3 separate regions of the Sus scrofa genome follow, and all the other regions are linked to region 3. Evidence: chromatin contacts called from public Hi-C data. All regions are on one chromosome and are shown on one strand. The core of a region is the stretch at or near the end of the contact, and the rest is flanking DNA. Distances in the headings are between cores, read along the strand shown. Region 1 holds the start of GLS (glutaminase kidney isoform, mitochondrial). Region 2 holds the start of INPP1 (inositol polyphosphate-1-phosphatase). Region 3 holds the start of NAB1 (NGFI-A-binding protein 1).

Region 1 (4,735 bases), core at 1,475-3,974, 260 kb before region 3:
TGGAAACCAGATCATTCAGGAAATACAATTTTTAACCAGATTAAATTTTTTTTTCATATTTTTGAGGCAGGTGCTCCCCACTTACATGTGAACTAGCAACAGCTGGGATTCACTCTTAAAATCCTTGATTGAAAGCTCTCAGGTGTATCACATACTTAGATGGCTCCTAAGCCCGTCTAGCTATTACTCCAAATTTTGGTGGCAAAAACAGACTCCCTTGAATAAGGTAAACATATTAGCCATTCAAACTCCCAGAGCAACTGAGCAAATATTCTTGAAAGATTCCGCCCCTACACTGTTTTTCTTTAGGGGCTGGGAGGGACAGGACAGGTCATTTTTTATGTAGAGTTGACAATAAGTATTAGATAAAACAGCATTTCAAAGTTATTGCTACGAAATGATTTCTTATTTAGATGGCAATGGAGCTAGAAGCTTCTGGGAAACAAGCAAATTGTGAAATGCTCAATTTTCTATCTGACAAAAGGAGGGAAAAAAGAGGGACACTAGAGCCACTGAAGAGACAAAAGGTATTTTCAATAGAAAGCAGTTCCCATTATATATCCTTTAAGGACAACTTTTAAATGCTATTAATTGCATTTTTCAATTCTGTAATTCTGGGCACGTTTACTTAAATTAGTTACATGCCAGGTAATTCAAATGATGTTAAGTGAATACCAAATGAAGATTAAGCATACACATCCTAGTCACTAAAAAAACTAAAAATCCTAGTCACTAAAAATTTAAGAGGTAGAAATTTGACCAAAGTCTAGCTTTTTAGAACTTGAACGGATCTGAGTCATCCAACCAAATTAAATGACCTGCCCAGAGCCATAATGGTACTTTGTGGCACAAAATCTTTATCACAGGATACCACAAATTTTGCCCATCACTAAGTGCTTTTTTTTTTAAAATAACGTTTTTCAGTCTGGGAAAACAACTTTTGCTTGGAATGTTTTAGGAAGGTGCCAATTTCAATTACAGGAAACATTAAGCTAGGTCTGAGATTGAAAGTATAAGAATCACACTTTCAGTTTGACTTAAAATATTCTTGGGCAGAAGATAATAATGTAAGTAGAGGAAGGCAAAACAGGTCATATAACGTCAGTACAAGGTGAGAAAACCAGTAAGGTATAAAGAAAACAGGTAAATTTTTACCTACAGTGAGAAAACAAAGTTTGTGTTCGCTTCTATTAACTCAAGACGAAATATCCAGGAAATTGCCTCACAGACTGCGTAGGAAAAGTCAATTTTAAGACTAAATTGCTGTTCGGAATAGATGGCTTAACACCCTCTCACAATATAAATCACAAAAGCTACTTAACTCCGTTTTTCCAGTGTTTTACCCCTCACATTTCATCTTGGTTATTTTGACTTTTATCTTTTTTTTTTTTTAACTTTTATTTTCAAAAATTCACCCGTCTCATGAAAGATGTCAGACAGGCCAAAGCTGATCCCCAGTGAAACAGGTGGTCTGTACTGCACGGCATGCCCCATCTTCTCAGCCACATGACCCTTTTCCTCTTAACCTTGTTTCGGAAATATTATTTCCGGTGCCGCAGATGGCCCTACATACGTCTGAAAAAGCCACTCCAGAAATATTGAGAATACTTTGCCACATTAGACAGGGTGGTAGAGATCGAAGGAGGTTAGGGAGAGAGGAAACTCGAGCCCGGAAAAGCAACGCGTCAGGAAGGCAGAAGCTCTGCTCAACGCCCACCGCTTAAATGTCACTCGGTCTGTTCGTGTGCTATCACCCACGAAGGGCTAGGCGGGCGGCCAGGCGCTGCCGCCGGGAGCCGGGCTCGGAGCACGCGGCGCGGGCCAAGCAGCCACAGCTTCCAGCGCTGGGGGGGTGTGGGGGGTGGACCAGACTGACCCCTCGGCGGCTCCACCCCGCGGCGGGGAAGGGAAGTAAAGGCTGAGCGGTGAGGCACAGGCGGGGAAGGCGCGGGCGGGGCTGGGCCTAATCACATGGCGCAGACGGCGCAGGCCGCCCGGCATCTCTTTCTTTCTCGAACCTCCGTTCCCATCCCGCCCCACCGCAGGCCCCTCCCGGGCATGGGCCCCACGCAGGATGAGGCCTCCAGCGCCTCGCAGAGACACTCACTTTTCGCCGGAAGCCACCAGCTCCTTGCCCTCGCTGTTGCCGAACCCGTCCGTTTCCCCCGGGCTGTCCTTGGGGCTGGGCGCCGGCGGGGCCGCGGGCGGCGACGCCCCGGGCTGCTGCTGCTGCTGCGTGCCCCCTTTGCCCAGCTCCTGCAGGATCTCCGAAGGGGAGCTGGACAGGCCCCTCGCGAGGGGCCCCGCTGGCCGGCCGCCCCCGCCCCACCACGGGTGGAGCCGCGCGGCGGCCGCAGGGCCCGTTCGTCCCCCGCCCCGGGAGCGCCGGCACAGGGTGGCGAGGGGCTGCGCCCGCCTCAGAACCGCGCAGGTAGCGGCGGGCGGCCGCAGGAGCAGGTTCCGCAGCATCGCCGAGCCTCGCAGCCGCATCATGCCGCCGGGTCCGTCAGCGCTCGCTCAGCAAGGGAGGATGCTCCGGGCGTGGGCAAGCCGCTCTCTGAGAATGCGGTCTCCGACCGGACGACGAGAGGGCAAAAGAGGACAGGGGCAGTGACGTGGGTGTGGTTCCGGCTCCGGCAACCGCCGACGCTGCTGCTGCTGCTGCTGCTCCGGAGACTACCCGCAGCCACTTCTGCTCCCAAACGAGGAGGGACCCGCACTGAGACTGAGGCGCAGGGGCGGGCCGGGGACATTCCGCGCTCACCCTCCCGGGGGCGGGAGGACGCTGGCGGCCTGCCCCAGTCGCCGGTCCCGATTGGCTCAGATCCTCGACCTCGCTTCTGATTGGTGGGTGTAGCAGTCACATTTCTCTCCCCGCCCGTTGCGCGGAGTCAGGCGGGGACTGGCGGGGGGCGGGGAGAGGGATCAAACTGACGTGCGAAGCAGGGTAGCCAGGCCGGGCTCTAGAGTAGCCCCTTCCTCCTCGCCTCGTCAGCCCTGAGGCTACCCTCGTGGGGAAAGTGGGGGCTCAACGGTCTCGTCTTTTACGAAGCAGATGGACTCCTGGACTCTAGGGCCTCGAACTGTTTGGGAGACTGATGGGCAGGAGCCTTATGCAGCCGGAGGGCCGGCGGTCAGTCAGTGGGCTTGGCCCGCGCTGGCGTCTGGCCCAGCTGTCGAAGCTCGGCTGGTCCAAGCTTGCTGCTGGCCCGGAGCTAACTGGTAAGGGCGTGTGGCGACGCCTCTGAGGGCATCGATCCCCAGAAGGCAGACCCAGACGAGCTTTGCTCTCTGCCCAAATGTTCCTATGGTTGGCGACTGCCCAGATGTGAAATGTTTTGGAAAAAATGAGCAAAATCCTTTCAGCTATGCGACTTAGCCATTTGGAGGGCTGGAGTTCAGGGGAGGACCAAGAGAAAGGGGGAAATTCCTGAACACCACTGCTTCCCTTTTTAAAAATTACTGTTTAAAATGTACACCTACATCTCAAAAAGATTTTTTAATAGCAGCGATTCCCTTAACACTCGTTTGCTTGAAAGCAAACTTGTAGACACTTTTCTATTCTAAAGCTGCTTGATTGTCATAAGATAGAAGCATCCAGATACTAGGTCTTTAAATCGTTTCAGCTGTTTTGATCCATTTATCTTTGAGGACCGGTAGGAAAAGAACCAAGGAGCTGATAAACTCTGAATTTTTCTTTGAACTTACATCTACAGTCCACTCCACGCGAAAAGAAAAGCTTTTAGAGAGTTTACCAAAACAATTAGGTTTATATGCATAGATTCTTAAAGGTTAATAGGATGATTTTTATGAAAAGGGAAGGGTGTATGACAGGTGCATCATTAACTGATCATCAGATTTAGTAATCTGATGAATCTTAAAATACTGCACTAGATTAGTCATTGGAAATCTGACTGTACCTACAGGTTATGTGACCTTTTGCATGCCACAGTCTTGCCATGTTTAAGTTTTTTCTATCTTTAACTAGAAGCACGTGGAAAAATCTATCATATGTAAAGCAAGTAATCACACTTATTAAAAGACTTGCAAATTGTTTAGAGGATTTACTACTACTTAATGTTACCTGTCACTAAAATTTGTTAAAGAGTCAAGGTAACAATATCTTCAGGAAAAGGAACATTAAGATTTGGAGGAAAGGTAACAAATACTTCTTCTCCATAACCTTTCCAGTCTGACTTATCAATGACATAAACCTGAATATTGTCCCATCTCTTAGATATAACCACTTATCAGTTTCTACTGCCTCCTTACTCTCAACCACATTCAAGCTATTGACAAATCCAGTTATTATTTTCTGCTGGTTTTTCTTAGTTTCTTTAATTTCCCAATGAAAATTCCTTTCAGCGTTCTAAGGTTTAAGTGTAGTATACTTAACAATATAGAAAGCAAACCTAATAATAGATTATTTTCTAGAGTTTCTGCTTCGAAGGATGAGCTAGTGAGAATGGGCAGATATTATTCCTAACATGTAGGAGAATTTACGAATCTGCTGAAATTTAACCCCTTGTTTTAGAAGACCAGTGAAAAGTTAGCAAATTGAAAATAATGTAAATTGAATTAAATACTTTCATTTAATACTTTCAATTATTTTCTTTACCTTATATAATTTTTAAACATCTTTAGTTTTTTTAATCAAATAAACTTTTGAACTATGAACTAGAATTAATTACTATTTTGTTAGGTTAATTATGCACCTATTAAATAATAACATCAT
Region 2 (4,611 bases), core at 1,808-4,307, 290 kb after region 3:
TTTTAAATGGTGTTGGGTCATTTTAATAAAAGTTCTAATATGTTACTAAAATTTGCATGCTTGTCTTTCCTGATTAGGAGCATAGCAAAGGTAACAGATAACTCTGTTTATACGAAAGAGAAATGATCAGGCACAATATTCTGCTGTAGATTACTAGTCACAGTAAAATCCATTAATAAAATGCTCTTAGAGTTCCCATTGTGGCGCAGTGGTTAACGAATCCAACTAGGAACCATGGGGTTTGCGGGTTTGGTCCCTGGCCTCACTCAGTGGGTTAAGGATCCAGCGTGGCCGTGACCTGTGGTGTAGGTTGCAGACGCGGCTCGGATCCCACGTTGCTGTGGCTCTGGCGTAGGCCGGAGGCTACAGCTCCGATTCGACCCCTAGCCTGGGAACCTCCAAATGCCGTGGGAAGCGGCCCTAGAAAATGCAAAAGACAAAAAAAAAAAAAAAAAAAAATGCTCTTAATAAGATTAAACACTTGAATTAAGATTGCCTACCACAAAAAAGCCACTGGACATGTACAAAGTTTGCTAAATTCAACCACTGGAAGGCTTGCTTGACTACAAAAGGATAAAAAGATTTTATCCTTTCAGATTTCCTAAGTGTGTGACATCATCATATTACCAAAACCACAGATTCCATTTAAGAACATTTTATGTACAGGAATGTTAACACGTTATGTCAGCAACAGCCATCTGTACTTCTCAAGCTTGCTTTTTTTTTTTTTTTTTCTCGTTTACATTTTTATCATTTTGGTCTATTTTAAGTATCTTCTTTCTCTTAGAAATTCTGATTCAGGAAATCCCAAGCAGCAATCTGGGAATCTTTTTACACCACTATTATCCCCACTTCCTCCCACTTGCCTTCTACCCTAGGTAATATTTTAAATTAGACAAGATTGGGAACTTCTACCCAACACTAATCATGAGAGATTAGAAGCAAAGTGCTGTCACTTCTGTTTTTATCTCTAAACTCCAAATCAAATGAAAACATCTACATAGAGAGTTTTATTAGTTTCATTGTAAGGTTCAAAATACATCAACAAGGACATTTATTGAGGACACACAGCCACAAAAAAGTTCTCACATACCTCATTCTCACATTTAATAAATGAAAAAGACTTGTTTTTATTAATCACTTTATATAATATCAGTATATTTTAGGCAATTTATCTACAACATGAAGCATATTAAGACTATTTCTTTTTGGGGGGGTCTTTTTCATTTTTTTTAGGGCCTCACCTGCAGCCTATGAAAGTTCCGAGGGTAGGGATCCAATCGGAGCTTGTAGCTATGGGCCTACACCACAGCGACAGCAATGCCAGATCCAAGCCATGTTTGTGACCTACACTGCAGCTCAGGGCAAGGCTGATACTTAACCCACTGAGCAAAGCCAGGGATGGAACCCAAGTCCTCGCGCGGATACTAGTCGGGATCATTACCTCTGAGCCATGACGTGAACTCCAAGACATTTTCTGATTGGTTATCAGAGAAAGAAATAAATGGGGAACTAAATACATAACATATAACTTTATAACTTTTGTTTCACAGGCCTTATATATCAAGTAAGACATCATTTTCTTCAAAATTACCACAAGTATAGCTGTAATTTAAATCTATAATAAGATATTTCACATTAAATGACATAAGTCCAAGCTGCAATTTTCAACCAAGGGGTAATTTAGTCCAAAAGCTTGAAAAGAAATGGTAACTTATTCTATGAAAAAGTAAAATGTAACCTTATGCATTTATATAATCCTCTTCATGACTAAGAATTAACTTTCAAGAGTAGTATAAAGATCCACAAAAACTTAAAAATAAAGTAGGTTCTCAATTAGAATGCAAACAAATATCTGTGTTGAAAAAAGAAACTCTTCTATTGCTTTTTTTCTCCCTCTGTTGGGTATTTCACAAGGTCAAAAATGAGGTCACTTAGGTAATTTGTCAGTCAACAGTAGTTTTGTGGATTATTTTCATCATTAGACTATTACTAGGCTGAGCAGGGCTGATCTTTATCCACTTCTCTGGTTTGAAAGCTAGGAACGACAGGAAAAAGGCCAAAAAAATGTTTTATTTAACATGTGGGATGCACTCCAGTGGTCTATCCCTACAACCTTAACCCACTGTTCTTTTGAAGTGAACACCATTCACACAGTGGCAAACTTCTGCTTATTCAACATCTTAAAAATTACCTTTAAAACGAAAACCTCCAAAATACACACCTTGATTGTTTATATATGTTCTTCATGAATGTACTAAATAATCTAGGGATTTTCTTCATGCTCTTTGCATCTAACACAGTAACAGTATACATGATTCATCCAAACCCAAGTTAAATATTTTCCCCTCTGCTACTCTACTCTGGCCACACCATACACATCTCACAAAACTGCCTTTCAAAATGCAGAGAATTAAAAACAAGAAGGCAAAGACTTTTCTAAATATAGTCCCTTCATGTTTATTTTACATTCATCTAGTAGGTCACTAGCGGCAGCCAGCAGCTATGGACCCTTAGCTGCATCTCTCTAAGCAAAACCAAGGGGTGCCTGACAGCTACGCCATCTACCTGTTGAACTCGGGCCACTGCTCTCTCGACAACTGTCAGATCTAGCTTCTTCGACCTAGAAAGGCTAATGATCGAATAATAATAATAATAATAATAAAAAGTTGTTTGCCAATTTTTCTTCCTATCGTCTATTTCTTTCGGGTCGTTTCTGCGGATCCCAGGAAGACGGCAAGACTCGCGAGCTCCTCCGCCCGGCCAGTTGCAGCAGCGATGTGGGGCGGGGCGGACCAGGCCGGGTGGCAGCCTCGCTGCAGCGGACAGAGGTCATCGCAGGCCGGGCGGAGAGGCAAGGAGCCCTCCCGGCCCAGATTTACTCACCTAGTGTCCGGAGAGGTGAAGGGTGTGTACAGTTCGCCCAGCCTCGGGACCCAGATCCGAGCAGGAAAGGAGGTTGTGGTGCTGGGGCGAAGGGAGCTTACGGAGGAAAACGTATTACCTAAGCCGGGATGCGGAGCGCAGGAGGAGGCTGCAGTCTTTCCCTCCAGAAACGGAAGAGGCGGGGGAGGAGGAGGAGGAAAACGCAGAGGAGGAGGTGGCCGGGCGTGCGAGGCAAGCAGAGGGGCGCCAGGCGTCTAGCCGCAAGCTCAGCCCGAAGGCGAGGGGCGGGGAGCACGGCGGTAGCCAGCGGAGGGCGAGGCGCAGCCGGGCGGCGGGCTGCCTCGCTCGGCCGGGGATCGCAAACCACAGCATCCGCCAAGCCGCCGCCCACCCGTTTCCCCCGGGACCTTGGCGTGGAAAGGCGCAGTGACGCCTCGAGGCTCCCAGGGCAGGCGAGGGCATCCCACGCCTGCCTGCCGGAGCTCAAAGTCGGTAACGTCACAAGTGGGGCGTGATGATTCACAGGGGAGTGCCAGGAAAAAAAGGGCTCCTGGGTCACCTAATCCACTGTTTTTGTTTTGTTCTTGTAGCCGCCCACAAATTCGCATTTAATATCTTCCTTCTGCAGTCTTCCGCACCCTTTTTTGAGGATTACGGGTTTGACAGACGGGTTGGCAGCTTGAAAATGGACTTGCTGCTGGTGGCAATCGGGTTCCATTGTTCTAGTAGAAATGTCAAGTGTGCTGGTTGTTCTGCAAACCCTAGCAGCGTCTCCTGGACGCTTGACTTATGGGGTGTGGGCCTAGAGACACCTTGACAGGAAGCAGATCGTGGGCAGGGACTCTTCTCCCTTCCACCCTTTAAACTGTGGGATTCAGCTTACCCTAAATAAGGTTTTGAATGGGGGAAGAGGGGATAGGAGGAATGAGTTATGATGAGGGGAAGGGTAGATTTTTTAAAGGGCAATAGCGTTTTGAATAGAAGCGGTCTGGCGGTCAGCCCAGCAGGCGGAAGGCTGTTTGTGTGTGTAGCGGACCTTCTAAAGCCCTTCACGCATCCTTCCATTTCATAGCACACCTAGGAAATGATCTCAGCTGTTCAGGCAGGAGGGACTGAGCCTTTGCTCCTGGAGGGCAGAGGAGACCGCTATCCACATACCTATAACTCATTCCATGACATGACATTAGGAAGATCCAGTGTAAAGTTTTGGCCAGCAGGTTTTTTATCTACCTTTCCTCACACCACCCAGAACTGCCTCCTGAGTTGTTAAGACTTGGTCCTAAGAGCAGTGGCTTGCCATCCAAGACAGGAGCTGGGGGTAATACTCAACCCACAATGGTGCTTAAAAATTTACACCTCCAAAACTAACTCAACTTTCTGCTCCCAGCCTGCTTCTATAGTCTCTGAGACAACTCTTCCTTCCCTCCCCACCCCCTCCCGGTTATCAGACTGTACTTCACTGGTAAGTCCAGCTGATCAATTCTGTCCTCTCTCAGATTCAGTTTTTTTAGGTCCATCTCCTTAAGGCTCCTTAGGCCCATCCCCTTTGCTATTGTTTATTAATCACTCTCGTAATCATATCTAGTCTCATTTCTACCTCTGATGGAAAAAAATTAACAAATAGTTTGAACATGATATTTGGAAATAAAGAGGCAAATGCCAAACTAGTTAGAAGGCAAAGAATTTGCCCCTGGAGGAGCAGGAATTAGGGGAGGGGAGGGTGGA
Region 3 (4,513 bases), core at 851-3,350:
TAAGGATTTCTGTCATCTTCATTACATTCACAATTAGCAGGCAGAATGAAATAAAATAAAAATCTACAATGCCTCAATGTTTTTATTATTACTGATTTATTCTCATATAACAGGAAATCACCAGAGCCACAGAAAACGAAATTTTTCTTATATCAGGTTTGGCATATTAACTTTTGTGCAAGATGCTAAAAATAATAAAATTAAAACAAGAAAACTTCCAATGGTTCCTTGACATTTTCTCTCAAAACTTGATTTTCCAACAATACTCAAATAGGAATAAAGAAGGCTGACCTTGTCAGATATGTATAAACTCTCAAGAGAACACTTACATGCAAGATAATACCTATAAGGACAGCATAATTTAAAAAACTTAATGAAAGGCAACATTAAATGTTTCAAATACCCGAAATGGAAGGGGAAAAGATACCCCTGAATCTAAGAACCACTTTTAGTGGCACACAGATTAGACTACAAACAACTTTTTAGGTCTTTGAGAAAATACCGGTCTCCACCCAAAACAGAGAAAGTAAATCCTATGCATTCTCTCTTCCAATATTTCTTCTTAAAACCCACAGATATTATGACATGTCAAAATTTGGTATGTTTTACAGGGGTAATTTTTCACAGAAGTGAAAATCTAAGAAGGCATTTCAGTGTGTGCACACACTTGTCTAACAAAACAGCCTAGCATTTCCTACGTGACTAATCTTTTTAAAATTCAGTTCCTCTGTTCCTATGCAATCTAATATTATCTATTAAAACTGCCAAAATATTTTTAAACTCCGTCTGAGAATTTCCCTCTCAGCTTCTGATCTTTGCACTCCTTTAAGCTTGCAGACATGTTACTGACAAACCAACTGGTAGTGACAGGTTATTCCGAATCAAGATGAAATTTTAAATTGACAGCTACCCCCAATTTTGCCATGCCTTCCGGATCCTCCCGGAATGAGGAATAAGTATATGCAAGTCAAAGATTCCTACTGGTCACATGCTGCAAAACTTGATCTGCGGAACCTATTCATATTCCAATTCAATTATCTTTTCCCTCAAGATCTTAACATTTAGGCTCACTAGAAGTCTCGTTTCCTATCTTAAGCCTTGTGAACCCTGAGGCTGCAGCCCATAAGCATTTGACTGCACTTTCTCCAGGAATAAAGTCACACACCTCTGCATCCAAGGCTTGTATGTCCCACATGTGTTTGCAAATTCCACACTCGGCCTTAGCGAGCACAATGAGTCTCTCGCTTCCATTGCACCTCGGTGCCAAGTTTCTGTAAGCCACTTCCAAGCAAAACTCTCCTTCCGCTTTAAAAAAAAAAAAAAAAACTACATTCCGAAGGAGAAGATCCCCAGAACGAAAAATAAGACTGTAGAGCAACACTTTTATAAAGTAAACAAACCAACAAAAAGATTCTGCCCCTGGCTGCAAAACTCTGGGGTGGGCGCGCGCACCACCACGCACAACACACTACGCAACCCCACCACTGCTCCGCGCCACGCGCGACGGCCCAGCCGAGTCAGGAGAATGGACGATGCGCCCCCGGCTTTCAAGCAGGAGAACGTACTAGTCGGGCCACTGCCTTGCTAGCCTTCTTCCCGCTGCCCCTGCGCACCGAATTTCTCCGGGAATCACCCACAGGAGCCCGATGCTGCCGACTCCTTCCGGCGGCAGCCGCTCAGGGCCCGCCGCCCTGGATGCCCGCCCCCCAAGTGCTGGCGCGGCCCGAAGACTCCATCGCCCCAAGTTCGCCCGCGGCCGCACGAGCGCGAACGCTTCACGCAGTAGGCGGACAGCGAGTTGGTACGTACTCGGCCAGCGGCTGCAGCGGTCTTGGCGCGCTCTCCCCCAAGGACGCCTCAGCCCTAACTCCGAAGTGACGGCCCCCGGTTCTCTCTCCTCAGTCGGCAGCGGCGGCCGGGACGCCCCCGCTCCCATCGAGGGGGGAAGGGAAGGTGGTGGGCGCGCTCTCCCTGCTCCCCCCCACCGCCAGCTCGGGCCCGCCGCTCCTTCCCGCCCGCCAGCCCCGACGGCACTCGCTCGGCCGCGGTGGTGGCGGCGGCTCCTCCCGGCTCGGGCGCGCGGGCGGCGGCGGCGGCGGCGGCGCCTCCCCCACCACGTCCTCCCCCTTCCCCTCCCCGCGCTGCACCCACCCCCTCCCCCGCCCGCCTCCGCCACCTCCACCCCCCGCGCGCTGTCACATTGGGAGATTCCGCTCTTGCTACATTCGCCGCTCCGACTCCCGCCCACGCGCGGCCGAGTGACGCAGATCCCGGCGTGGGCCGCCGCAGGGCGGGGGCGGGGGCGGCGGCCGCCGGGCCGGGCTCGGCCTCTTCCCGCCGCCCCCTCCGCGGAATCCGGAGGGCGGCCCATTCGCACGGCAGCTGGGAGGAACCAAGTGGGCGCCCGGGAGGGGGCGGCTCCCGCGAGTCCTGCTTCGGGCTGGGGGAGGGGGCGGGAAGGAGGAAAACGGGGGTGGCGGGCGGGAGGGAGGAGACGCCGCCTCGGGCCTGCTCTCCAGCTGCCGAGCGAAATGGGAAGGTTTGCAATTAAAAAAGAATTTTTTTTTTTTTTAAAGTGTGAGGTTCCCAATATAGTATTTCAAAGAGCACGCCCAGCCAAATCCATATCTCCGGGGAGGCTGACTTTAAAAAAAAACATAGCACGCTCAGCCCACTAATCTGGGCGCCGGGCTCGCCCCAGCCCACTCCGGCTAAAGGTTGATGGGCCAGGTGCGCCCCTTGCCCAGCCGGCCCTGGCGTCCTGCCGGAAGTTGGCCGCGACCGCACAGAGGGGGGAACGGCAGGTGCGCGACGCTGGGAAAAAAAACTGGCAGTTCTAGAGAATCTCTGCCCGCCCTTCTTGCCCCCTCCCCACCCCCACCACCGGCCTGGCAAAAGGAGGAGGGGAGAAATGGGAACCGACAAACCCGAAGTGCAGCTTTGACAACTGTCTTGCTTGCTGGGTGACTTAATGCCAGCCTTCTCAACCCTCCTGAAAACCTGCCAGTTATTTTACTGGTTAATATTTTCTATTTCCATGGTGTAAAAATCCGACGGCTCTGAAACAGTCCTGGGGTGTGTTAAAATAGATTTCCCCAGGCAGCTATAGAATTTTGGGGTTTGGTTTGCATGAACTTTTTAAAACCAAAGTAAGTATTACACATTTCCAAAAATGTACTTAAACTGTTGCCAAAAAATGTGGAAATTTGTTTTAGAGACTATTTTTCCTTTGCAAAAACGAGTAAAGGAAAGAATTCCTCGAATTTTAGCATTGTATTCTTGAAGGCTAGAGAATATTTAGTAAATATAAAATTACTGCAAATACAGGTAAAATTCCGTTTTAATATCTATATAAAAATCCAGTTTTATAAAAGGCCATTCCCACATCCTGGCTGGCCTCCCAGAGTGTGCCTACTTTCCTGATGGGGGATACAAGGCATTCTTTGAAATGGGAAATTCTTCATACCACATCTTTATGTTGCAGCAATGGACTGGATGATAGCATTGAAAGAAAAAGACCTTGTAAAAATACTGAACCTTTCTTTTATTTTTTGAAAAACACGTTATAGGAATGAGTAATGCCACAGTGGAGTGCGTATAATTAAACCCGTTTCTTCCATATTAGTGAAAAGGTCTGTCTGGGATAGTTGTATTGATATTGCATGTGAATAAGCGTGCTCATATGAATTTTTCTTCAGCTGAAGAATCTCTCCTAGAAGTGTGTCTTAGCCTAATTGTCTCAATTTTGCAATTGTGGACCCTGTTCTACTAAAAAGAAAGTTAACTTAGGTTGTTATAAAATAAAAACACCTTCTTGGGAAGATAAAGGTTAGCAAATGTTCAAGTGAACAAAAGAAATCTGCAAAATTCTTTTTTCCAGTTCCTCTCTGGAATCCTGATGTTTTACAAACATTTTTGGTTCTGAACAGCTAGAGAAAACTACTTTTCTTCCATGAAGATGTACAGTCAGTGATTCACAAGTCATGAAATGAGTAGTCTTATCTGGACTGTTGAGTCTCCCAAGTAGAATTGTTTCCAGAGTTGGAAGAAATGACATTAAATTCTCTTCCCAAACTTGTGTACCTCTGGCCAGCACTGAACATGATGCTGAAAAGAAAATGTGTTAGGGCAGATACTTTTTCTTCTGACTTGTAACTGGTTATTTCCACAGTTAAATATTGAAATTTCTCCTTATTTGTTTTCTGAGCACATTTAGATAGTATATTCTTCCTGCATTAAGAATGGCATTTCTGGCCCACTTTGCATTGCTTTAAACACCCTTGTTGCCAGAGGAAAGGGTGGGAGGAAGGAAAATGAATGAAAGATAAAATTTTAAGCTTTTTAACATCCAGTTCTATATGTCTGTATGACAACACTATAGATAATATGGCTGCTCAAAAAGAGAATTGAGACATTGACCTATATATGAGACAACTTGAATAAAGAAGCATTGATTCTTATTTACTTCCTTACCAGTTACTGTCATCACCAATGCCACCCTTAAACACTCCCT

Evidence for each region. Hi-C and Micro-C count contacts between places; a contact is called where the count stands out from the background.
Region 1: a contact with region 3 is called in a Hi-C map of skeletal muscle, with 5 times the contacts expected there. The contact joins the promoter of GLS here to the promoter of NAB1 in region 3. A contact is called at or near these places in 6 of 47 Hi-C or Micro-C datasets (heart right ventricle, liver, psoas muscle and 2 more) and 1 of 2 datasets of contacts at active chromatin or transcription factors (alveolar macrophages).
Region 2: a Hi-C map of subcutaneous adipose tissue shows a contact between it and region 3, with 2.6 times the contacts expected there. The contact joins the promoter of INPP1 here to the promoter of NAB1 in region 3. A contact is called at or near these places in 2 of 5 promoter capture datasets (fetal liver and liver) and 4 of 47 Hi-C or Micro-C datasets (alveolar macrophages, retroperitoneal adipose tissue, skeletal muscle and 1 more).

The regions. Positions count from the first base shown.
Region 1 is chr15:95,511,403-95,516,137 of Sscrofa11.1, reverse strand. It overlaps GLS (glutaminase kidney isoform, mitochondrial), which reads right to left and starts at 2,724. Exons shown (of 18, transcript XM_021076049.1): 1 at 2,108-2,724. The coding sequence starts at 2,493. It overlaps NEMP2 (nuclear envelope integral membrane protein 2), which reads left to right and starts at 2,724. Exons shown (of 13, transcript XM_021076065.1): 1 at 2,724-2,847.
Region 2 is chr15:94,955,276-94,959,886 of Sscrofa11.1, reverse strand. INPP1 (inositol polyphosphate-1-phosphatase) reads right to left here and starts at 3,057. Exons shown (of 6, transcript NM_001245012.1): 1 at 2,887-3,057.
Region 3 is chr15:95,246,336-95,250,848 of Sscrofa11.1, reverse strand. It overlaps NAB1 (NGFI-A-binding protein 1), which reads right to left and starts at 2,100. Exons shown (of 8, transcript XM_021076058.1): 1 at 1,810-2,100. All of the region lies in intron 3 of NEMP2 (nuclear envelope integral membrane protein 2), which reads left to right.